2 separate regions of the Mus musculus genome follow, and region 2 is linked to region 1. Evidence: chromatin contacts called from public Hi-C data. All regions are on one chromosome and are shown on one strand. Each heading gives the region's core, a stretch centred on a gene start, on an enhancer-like site or on the middle of the called end of the contact. The rest is flanking DNA. Distances are from core to core; before and after follow the strand shown.

What was found. Hi-C and Micro-C count contacts between places; a contact is called where the count stands out from the background.
Region 2: a contact with region 1 is called in a Hi-C map of cortical neurons, with 4 times the contacts expected there. The contact joins two enhancer-like sites. A contact is called at or near these places in 1 of 39 promoter capture datasets (hippocampal neurons), 2 of 484 Hi-C or Micro-C datasets (cerebral cortex and cortical neurons) and 1 of 115 datasets of contacts at active chromatin or transcription factors (forebrain).

Annotation. Positions count from the first base shown.
Region 1 is chr7:63,343,815-63,347,889 of GRCm38.p6, reverse strand. 4930554H23Rik (RIKEN cDNA 4930554H23 gene) reads left to right here. Exons shown (of 10, transcript NR_131089.1): 10 at 2,831-3,198. Among named protein-coding and RNA genes, the nearest start is that of 4930554H23Rik, 99 kb to the left of the region's middle. Within about 2 kb of position 2,084, at least 28 of the 459 cell types and tissues checked have an H3K27ac peak or open chromatin away from gene starts, as enhancers often do. A contact at or near this core is called in cerebral cortex, cortical neurons, forebrain and 1 more, where this site is marked.
Region 2 is chr7:63,923,997-63,928,071 of GRCm38.p6, reverse strand. All of the region lies in intron 1 of Klf13 (Kruppel-like factor 13), which reads left to right. Among named protein-coding and RNA genes, the nearest start is that of E030018B13Rik, 9.2 kb to the right of the region's middle. Within about 2 kb of position 2,256, at least 300 of the 459 cell types and tissues checked have an H3K27ac peak or open chromatin away from gene starts, as enhancers often do. A contact at or near this core is called in cerebral cortex, cortical neurons, forebrain and 1 more, where this site is marked.

The sequences.
Region 1 (4,075 bases), core at 835-3,334:
ATACTGACTGTCCAGGGAGTTTAGAAGTCTTCTTTGGTCCTTGGTTCCTATCTTCTGGCTTCTGTTTCTGGATAAGAAATACTCCACTGTCTCCTTTATGTTACATTCAGTTAGAAACTGGGAGATGCTTTTCTGTTTTTCTCAGCTGTAAGAAGACACTGGAATCAGAGCTGAACTGTTTCCCACAACTCTGTTTGTTTCAAAGTCTCAGTTCTAGGCTCAGGCTTCTGGTAAGGGTCTGACCTCTACTTCCAAGATGATGACTTGGATTGAATGGACATCCCCAGAAAACAGAAACAAGGTCTTCACACAACAGTAGAACAAAAGAGAACAACCTAAAACAATTAGGATCTTCATAACACCATTACTCTTTTTTTATTAGATATTTTCTTTACTTACATTTCAAATGCTATCCCGAAAGTTCCCTATACCCTCCCCCAGCCCTGCTCCCCTACCCACCCACTCCCACTTCTTGGCCCTGGCATTCCCCTGTACTGGGGCATATAAAGTTTGCAAGACCAAGGGGCCTCTCTTCCCAATGATGGACAACTAGGCCATCTTCTGCTACATATGCAGCTAGAGACACGAGCTCTGGGGGTACTGGTTAGTTCATATTGTTGTTCCACCTACAGGGTTGCAGACCCCTCAGCTCCTTGGGTACTTTCTCTAGCTCCTCCATTGGGGGCCCTATAACACCATTACTCTTAACCTTCCCCAGCAGGCCCTGCCTTTCAAAATGCTTCCCAGAACATGGACTTTCCAATACAAAAGCTTGGACACATTTGGACAGCAGTGTGTGTGTGTGTGTGTGTGTGTGTGTGTGTGTGTGTGTGTGTGACCCAGCTCTTTTCTGGTGACCTTTGTGTGTATTTCCTGATATGACTACTTCCCTAGAATACATAGCTCATGACCCTCTATAAAATTACTCTTTAATATCTTGTATTTACAGTGGTCAATGTTTTAAACATGTTTAAAAACATATTTACATTTGGTCTTTAAAGGCCTGGACTCTTATAAACACAGTGTTATTTATGATAGATCTAGGAAGCTCACAAACTCTTACAAAGCTGGTTAAACTTGGCCTGTTCTCATATCCACACCGTGGAGAACTCAGTCTTTCGTTATCCACATGCCACAGTTTATTTCTCTTGTTCTTGCTATTACAACTGCCTATGCCCTACTGCTCTCAGTGCACTATGAAGCCCATTGAGCAGCAGCATCTCTCAGTTGTATCTCCAGGCTTAGCCTATCTATCCTAGCATACAGTCACATGCAAGTCAGCACTCAGTAGTGTTTGGTTCAGTGGAGTCTTCATCTTCCTGGATAACTCACCTGTTTTTCTCACCTCCCATTCTCCATATGGGCCAAGAGGCCCAGAGTCTTCGAGGCCTGAGTGTCTCTGACATTCTCTAGCTTGTGTCTGTGAACATGTGCGGATATTAGTCATCTTATGCAGAACAGGATATATCTGTCACTTCTCCCCATGTGAAACCCTCCCTTCAACAGGATTTATTTTAAGAACTGTGTGAGAAGAGATAATTTCACAGGCAACCCTGTGAAAATCCAGTTTGTCAACATTAAATTCCTGTTTCATCTGATTGTTCTGAGCGCTTGATCACCAGGGGGCGCTATTGATCAGGAGGCTCACCCAGTCCCCGCTGCTGACTGTAGGGCTGACTAATGAAGCTATGTGACCATGCAGGTTCCCTAACCTGTATCTTGACAAAATAGGCGAGTGTTGTTTGCATCATATTGAGAAGCACGCTGTGTCCATTTTTGACTGGTGGTAATCTTTGACATCCTGCGTGCTGGGTGGCCACTCTGGTCCTGACTCACTGTTTCTGAAGTGGCTGGGCTCAGCCAGCTCTTCACTTTTCTCTAGATAGAATTGAACCACATCAGAGGACTTTTTTCTTTTCCCTCACTGATACACAGAGAAGGAGTAGGGTGTCTTCCTCCTCCACACTCTGGGGCGGCTCAAATTGGGTGAGAAACGCCACGGGTCTGATTCTATGCTGCCTCAAGCTGTGCAAAGTTCTGTGCATCAGCTGGGAGGAATCGCACCCCTTCCTCCACACACCCACACCGGGAGTTTCTATAGCAACTTTGGAAGAGGAATTTCCAGGACTGCAGATCCTGTCACAGTAACCCAGTGCAGGAAGAGAGTGTGGTTTGAGGAGGGAGCTAAGGAGCCAGAGCCTAGAGCAAAGCTGGCAGTGTGGGGTGATGTTCTACAGACAGCCAGGATGCTGAGGGGCCAGGAAGTCTGGTCCAGTCCCTCCTGGCTTCCAAGCAACTGGCAACTCAGAAGCAGTTCTTGAGCATCTTGTAGATAATAATTGCACTTCAAAGGTGGTTACAAGGATTAAATGGGGGAGCTTTGTAGGCTTCTCATTTGATCTTTTCTGAGAATCCCTGCAGGCCAGGCCACAGTTGAGTCCAGGGGAGGGCTGCTTGTGGGTGTCTGTAGAATAGAAAGGCAGTTATACAAGTGGATAGCTTGATGAAGAGACAAAAATATGAATATCAAAGCATTCTAGCCACAGAGATGATGTTTTCTCTCCCACTTTTATATAATGACACTATTTATGGTAGAAAGGTTTCTTTTAGCTTTTAACTCTGTTTGGACCCCCAAAGGAACCTTTCAACTACATACCACTCCACATCACACATAAACATTCTAAATCTGAAAATCAGCACGCTTGTCTCTTAACACCTAGGTAATGAGCATTAGACATTTATTCCAGCCGCGAGTCTATATTGCAAGCTTCCTACACCACACACCCTGGGGAGTGGGGAAAGAGAATGCTCAAAACCTTTTCCCTTATAGGCAGGAACCAGCAAGAGAGATGGGATGTGTGAACCATGTCAGCCACCGCTGTGCACCTTCAGAAGATAACAGACGTGCCTGGGAAACCTGTGAACCGGCTCTGTGGGACAGCATTGGTGTCGGATGGGCCTTGAGTGGATGCCACGTGAATGCAGAAGGCAGTTCAGTCAAGGACAGAGGCAGAGATGCTGGGTACTTCTGAGGTGTCAAGAATCCTGGAGACAGAGTTCTTCCAAGGCTGACCCCATTATGCCTACAATCCCCATAAGCTCTCTTCAATAATCCTCTGACCTCCTTTCTCTCAAGTAGGCAATAATCCCTCTTCTTTGGCTTCTGTGAGGATTAAGTAAATCAAGAAGCCATCAGTCTCAGCTCCTGGCATTTAACAGATTCTATGAAAAACAATTTTAAATGTAGAAACCACAAACTGTGAAAGTTGGGAGTGGATACAGTGCAGGAATAAACCGAGGGAATTACCTGTTTGTGTGGGTGGGAATTAGATGAGAAGATAGCTTTGGGACATTTCTCGAAAATTCGGTAATAAAACATCCGCTGGCGGCTCCTACCCAGGTTAAGTGAGACAATGGGAGTTCACCTTGAGACTTTCTTCTCACACTAGGGGTGTTAGGACAGGAAACCAAGCTTTTCTTTCACACAGATGTGTCTGGGCTGAAGCTTTGTCCCTATCCCCTCAGCTTATTTATTTTTCCCTTTTTTTGAGAATAGATTCTTTTCTTATACAACATATCCTGTTCACAATTTCCCCTCCCTCTACTCCTCCCAGCCCCTCCCCCACCTGCCCTCCAGATCGGCTCCTTTTCTGTCATTAGAGAAGAACAAGCTTCTAAGAGATAACAACCATACGTGACAAAATAAACCATGATGAGATAAAACAAGAACTATCACATCACGGTTGAGTGAGGCAACCCACCAGAAAGGAAACAGCCCCTGAAATCCGGCACAAGAGTCAGAGATCCACTCATTCACACACTCAGAAGTCTCATAAAAATACTAAGCTCAAAGCTGTAATATATACACAATGGGCCTGCGCTGCAGAGCTGTGTAGGCCCTGTGCTTGCTGCTTCGGTCTCTGTGTTCATGTGAGCCTTGGTCAGTTGATTCAGAGGGACTTGTTCTTCTGGTGTTCTCCATCTCTTCTGGCTCTTACACTATCTCCACCTCTTCTTCAGTTGGGTTGCTTGAGCTCTGAGGGATGGATTTAATGGAGGCATCTCACTTTGAGCT
Region 2 (4,075 bases), core at 1,007-3,506, 580 kb before region 1:
TTTCAGCCATACCAGAGTATGTATCAGGCCTGCAATAACAGCAGGAGTGTCCTACTGCTGTGAATTCCTTCTTTGACCCCTGTTGTTCTTAACTGTAAGAAAGAGAACAGGACTGGGAAATGGCTCACTTGATAGAGGTCCCACACAGAACCTGTGGGAAAAGCTGTGGAGGTAACCCCAACCCTTCCTAGCTGGGGGTGGCGTGGGGAATGGGAGTGGAGACGAGAGGACCCCTGAAGCTCATTGGCTGGCCAGCCTAGCTGAATCAATGAGAGTCTGTCCCAAAAATAAAAGTAGAGGGCTGGAGAGATGGCTCAGCGGTTAAGAGCACGGACTGCTCTTCCAGAGTCCTGAGTTCAACGTGCCTCATAACCATCTGTAACGAGACCTGATGCCCTCTTCTGGTGTGTCCGAAGAGAGCCATGATGTACTCATATACATAAAATAAATTAATTTTTTAAAATGTGGAAAGTATCAGCCAGAGTCAACAACCTTGTGTCTCCCCAGATGCCCATGTGCACTTGCACCCCATGTATGCGCATGCACGCGCGTGTGCGCGAGCACACACACACTAAACACACACATAGGACTGGGGAAGAGAGTGAACAAAGGGAGCTTGCTTGGCTTGGGAAGTAGGCAAGAGGGTTGTGAAGAAGTGCTAGGAAAGAGGACGGAGACTTGTACCCACAGACCACGCTCCTGGGTGTTGTTCGAGGGGCACTGAGGTGTGTGCTCAGAAGATTGGCACCAAGGGTGAACCTGGGCTTCTTTCCAACCACAAGCCCCAGACATGTTGTTTGAACAAGGATGGTGAGCCTAAGTTAATTACATAGTGGCCAGTCACATGAGGATGTGTTGACTGTAGTCTAGTCCTTAGCAGCTCTCCATTGTCTACCTCCCCCCACCCCCCACCCTCCCACCCCGCCCCCCAGACAGGGTTTCTCTATGTAGCCCTGGCTATCCTGGAACTCACTCTGTAGACCAGGCTGGCCTCGAACTCAAATCTGCCTCCCAAGTGCTCCACCACTGCACGGCTTAAATTTTTTTTTTTTCCTTCTCCATTGTCTTGACCCATGCCTCTCCGATCTCCTTGTTCTTGCTTCCACCCCACCTTAGTGGTGATGGTACCTACATGTTTCTCCCATGCTCCTCCCCTACCAGGTTTGCTGAGTGACCTGCAACATGTAGGTGGTCTTTAGGACCCTCGGACTGCCTTAGGTTCTCAGGAAGATTTTCTCTAATCTGCTGTTTCTGACTATCAGCCCCTGGCAGCACCTGGGACACACAGGGACTTTGAACTATCATCTTTTCCAGAGTGTCCTCCACCCCCAACCCCCTTTGCTACTTGGCCTGATACAACACACAGTGTCTTCTGTGTGAGCCCTGGGCTTTGTAGAATGTCCATATGTCAAGGCTGTGTGCCTGCCAGGCTTTGTGGAGGGATGTGGCTCTCTGAAAGAGAACAGTCAGGGTGTTACCTGCACTGGCACGGTTCTGCCATGTTAGCAATCAGAAAGCTGGTTTTCCCGAACTGCCAGGCCTGCAAGACTAGGTTCTGATGTGGCCTGTCCTGTGGATAGGCATTTTGCTTTGTCTAATTGTATCACTCTTAAGCCCACACTCTAGCTTTTGAAAAACTTCAGCCTTTATTTTCCTGTCCCCATTCTTCTACTCTGTCATAATAAGTAGTATCCCCTTACTAGAGATGGCATCCCAGGTTTTATATATGCTAGGCAAGTACTTTTTCCACTGAGCCCCAGCTATTTTCCTCTGTCAGTAATCTCGTTAAGTTTCCTGGGCTGTGCTGGAACTTAGGGTTCTCCTGCCCCAGCCTCTCGAAGAGCTAGAATTATAGCTCTTCACTCCCACATCTGGCTCATGGCCTGAATTATGATCCAGTGTTATGAACTCATTTGTTAAATTACCCGTGGAGCTCGGCTTGGAAGAAAGAGTTTATGTGGGTGTGTATGGATGCGTGCACACATACGAGCCATTCAGCCAGCACATAGGACAGTTGCTCCCTTGGATGGAAGTTAGCCATAAGCTGTCCTGTAGGTATACAGGCTGTAGCAGGAGTGTTTGTTGCTGTAGTGCCATGAGCCTTTCAGAAAGCCTGATGCCCTGCAAGAGCTGAGGAGGAGGGAGTAGTATGCTGGGCGTGACTGTGCCAACAGGGCTGTCCTCGGGATGTAGAGAGGGACCCGTAGTTAAGCACAAGGGACTCTGCCCTCCATCCCTTCAGGTCTCCTCACAGATGTGGAGCCTGGGTGGGTACTGAGTGTGGGCATGGGCTGTCCAGCTGAGGGTGCAGTCTGGGCACATCCACCCTTAATTTCCTCTTTGTACTTTGGACCCAAGCTGGTTCTAACTTGCCTTCAGTGGTTTCCAACCCCCAAGGAACCCCGGGGCACAGGGGACTGAAGGAAGGAGAATGTGGGCGCCTCTCCTTTGTGCTGTAGGTAGCTATGCAGGGGAGACGACTGCGTAGCCATGAAGGAAGCTGTGGCTTCCTCCTTCCGCTCTCTGGGGACACCCTGGCACCTATCCTCTGTGGTGTTGGGGAGGAGGTGGCTTGGTTGGCTGTTCCTGGTCCCAGCCAGGGTCCTCCTACACAGCAGAACTGGAGGTAAATACTGAGTTGCCTTGACAACCAAGCTGAGTCTGGGATCCAAGGGCTCCTTGGCTGGAGAAGCTTTCATTGTCTCAAGTTTCTAAGATGGGTTTCTATTTTGATTTTTTTTTTTTTTTTAATTAGCTAGTATGACTAAGATTGCAAAATGCCTGACCTGGTTCCCATAATTTCTTAATAAACATTTATATTCCTTTTATAGGAGGAACATTTCTGTGATTCATTGACTTTCTTTTAGGTTGGTGAGGCAGGGTGGGGGCAGCAGAGAGGGCACCCCACTGCCGACAGCTGGCACAGCGTAGGCTTCGGAGTACTGGCTGAGGGCCAGAGGCTAGGAGCGCTTACGTAAACACCACACCAGGATTTATTGGCTTTGAGGCTGATTAAGTTCCATGGAAAATTTTGGGGAGCTGTTTCTCTTCTCAGATGCCCATAAGTGGAGCTTCCAGAGCCCGGGGGCCACCTACCTTCCTGCCCAGAGCCAGTCTTCCTGGAGGAGTCTAGGGTGTGAACTGGTTTTACACCTCAGCCATGCCAGTGAGGATTATGTTTGCTGTTAAACTCTAACTGTTCTTGCAGGCAGTCTGGCAGCCTGGGTCAGCTGCACCTGGCCAGGCTCTCCTGCCCACATGCTTGGCTGTTGATGGGAGTGTCCCTGTGGGAATGGCCAGCCCATGAGTAGATTCAGCAGCAGGTTCCCATGGCCTCCTGTTTTGCCAGGGTCTCTTCTCCGACAGGTCACCTTATATATCCTTGCCCCAACAAAGAGCCTGGTGAGTAAGCTGGGAAGCGCATTCATTCACTTTTCTGGCCAGAAATGTTGGTCTAGGTCACCTGGTGGATGGTTTATCCATTGAGGCTCCCCTTACGGTTGTGTAGTGTCAGTCTCGTGGTTTATGTATGTCAAGGGGGCTGGATTGTTTTATGGGCTGTTTATTCCATTTTCAGTGTGGACCTGCCAGGAAAGCAACTCTCTGCAGTAGCCGTTAAGAGTTGTCACATGTGGCAGGCCCCCAACCCAGCACCAGAGGAATGTCCAGATTGGCTGCCCTGATTTCAGATTCAGGGCTGCCTTTGCTTCCCCTGTCTAAACATGCCAGCTCCTCCTGCTTTCACTAGGGAGCAGCAGCTGGCCTTCAGCAAGAGGCCTGGCCTAGCCCCTGAGTAGAGAGCTGCCTGGTGTCCCCATCACTGAGAGTACCTTCCCACCCCACTCTGTGTAACTTAGACATGGTCCTGCTAATATGACCAAGGGTTATCTTTTTAAGGATGTTTGCAGAATTGAGGTTTTTGGGTTTTTTTGTTTTCCAGAATTTATTTTATTGTGTTAAAAACCAACTAGAGTTTTTACCATTGCAACGAGGGGTGGTGAAGACCCTAAAGCATGGACACGAGACTTTTGTTGTGTTGTCTATAAGGCCCAGTGGTGTTGCTGTCTCTGTCCCT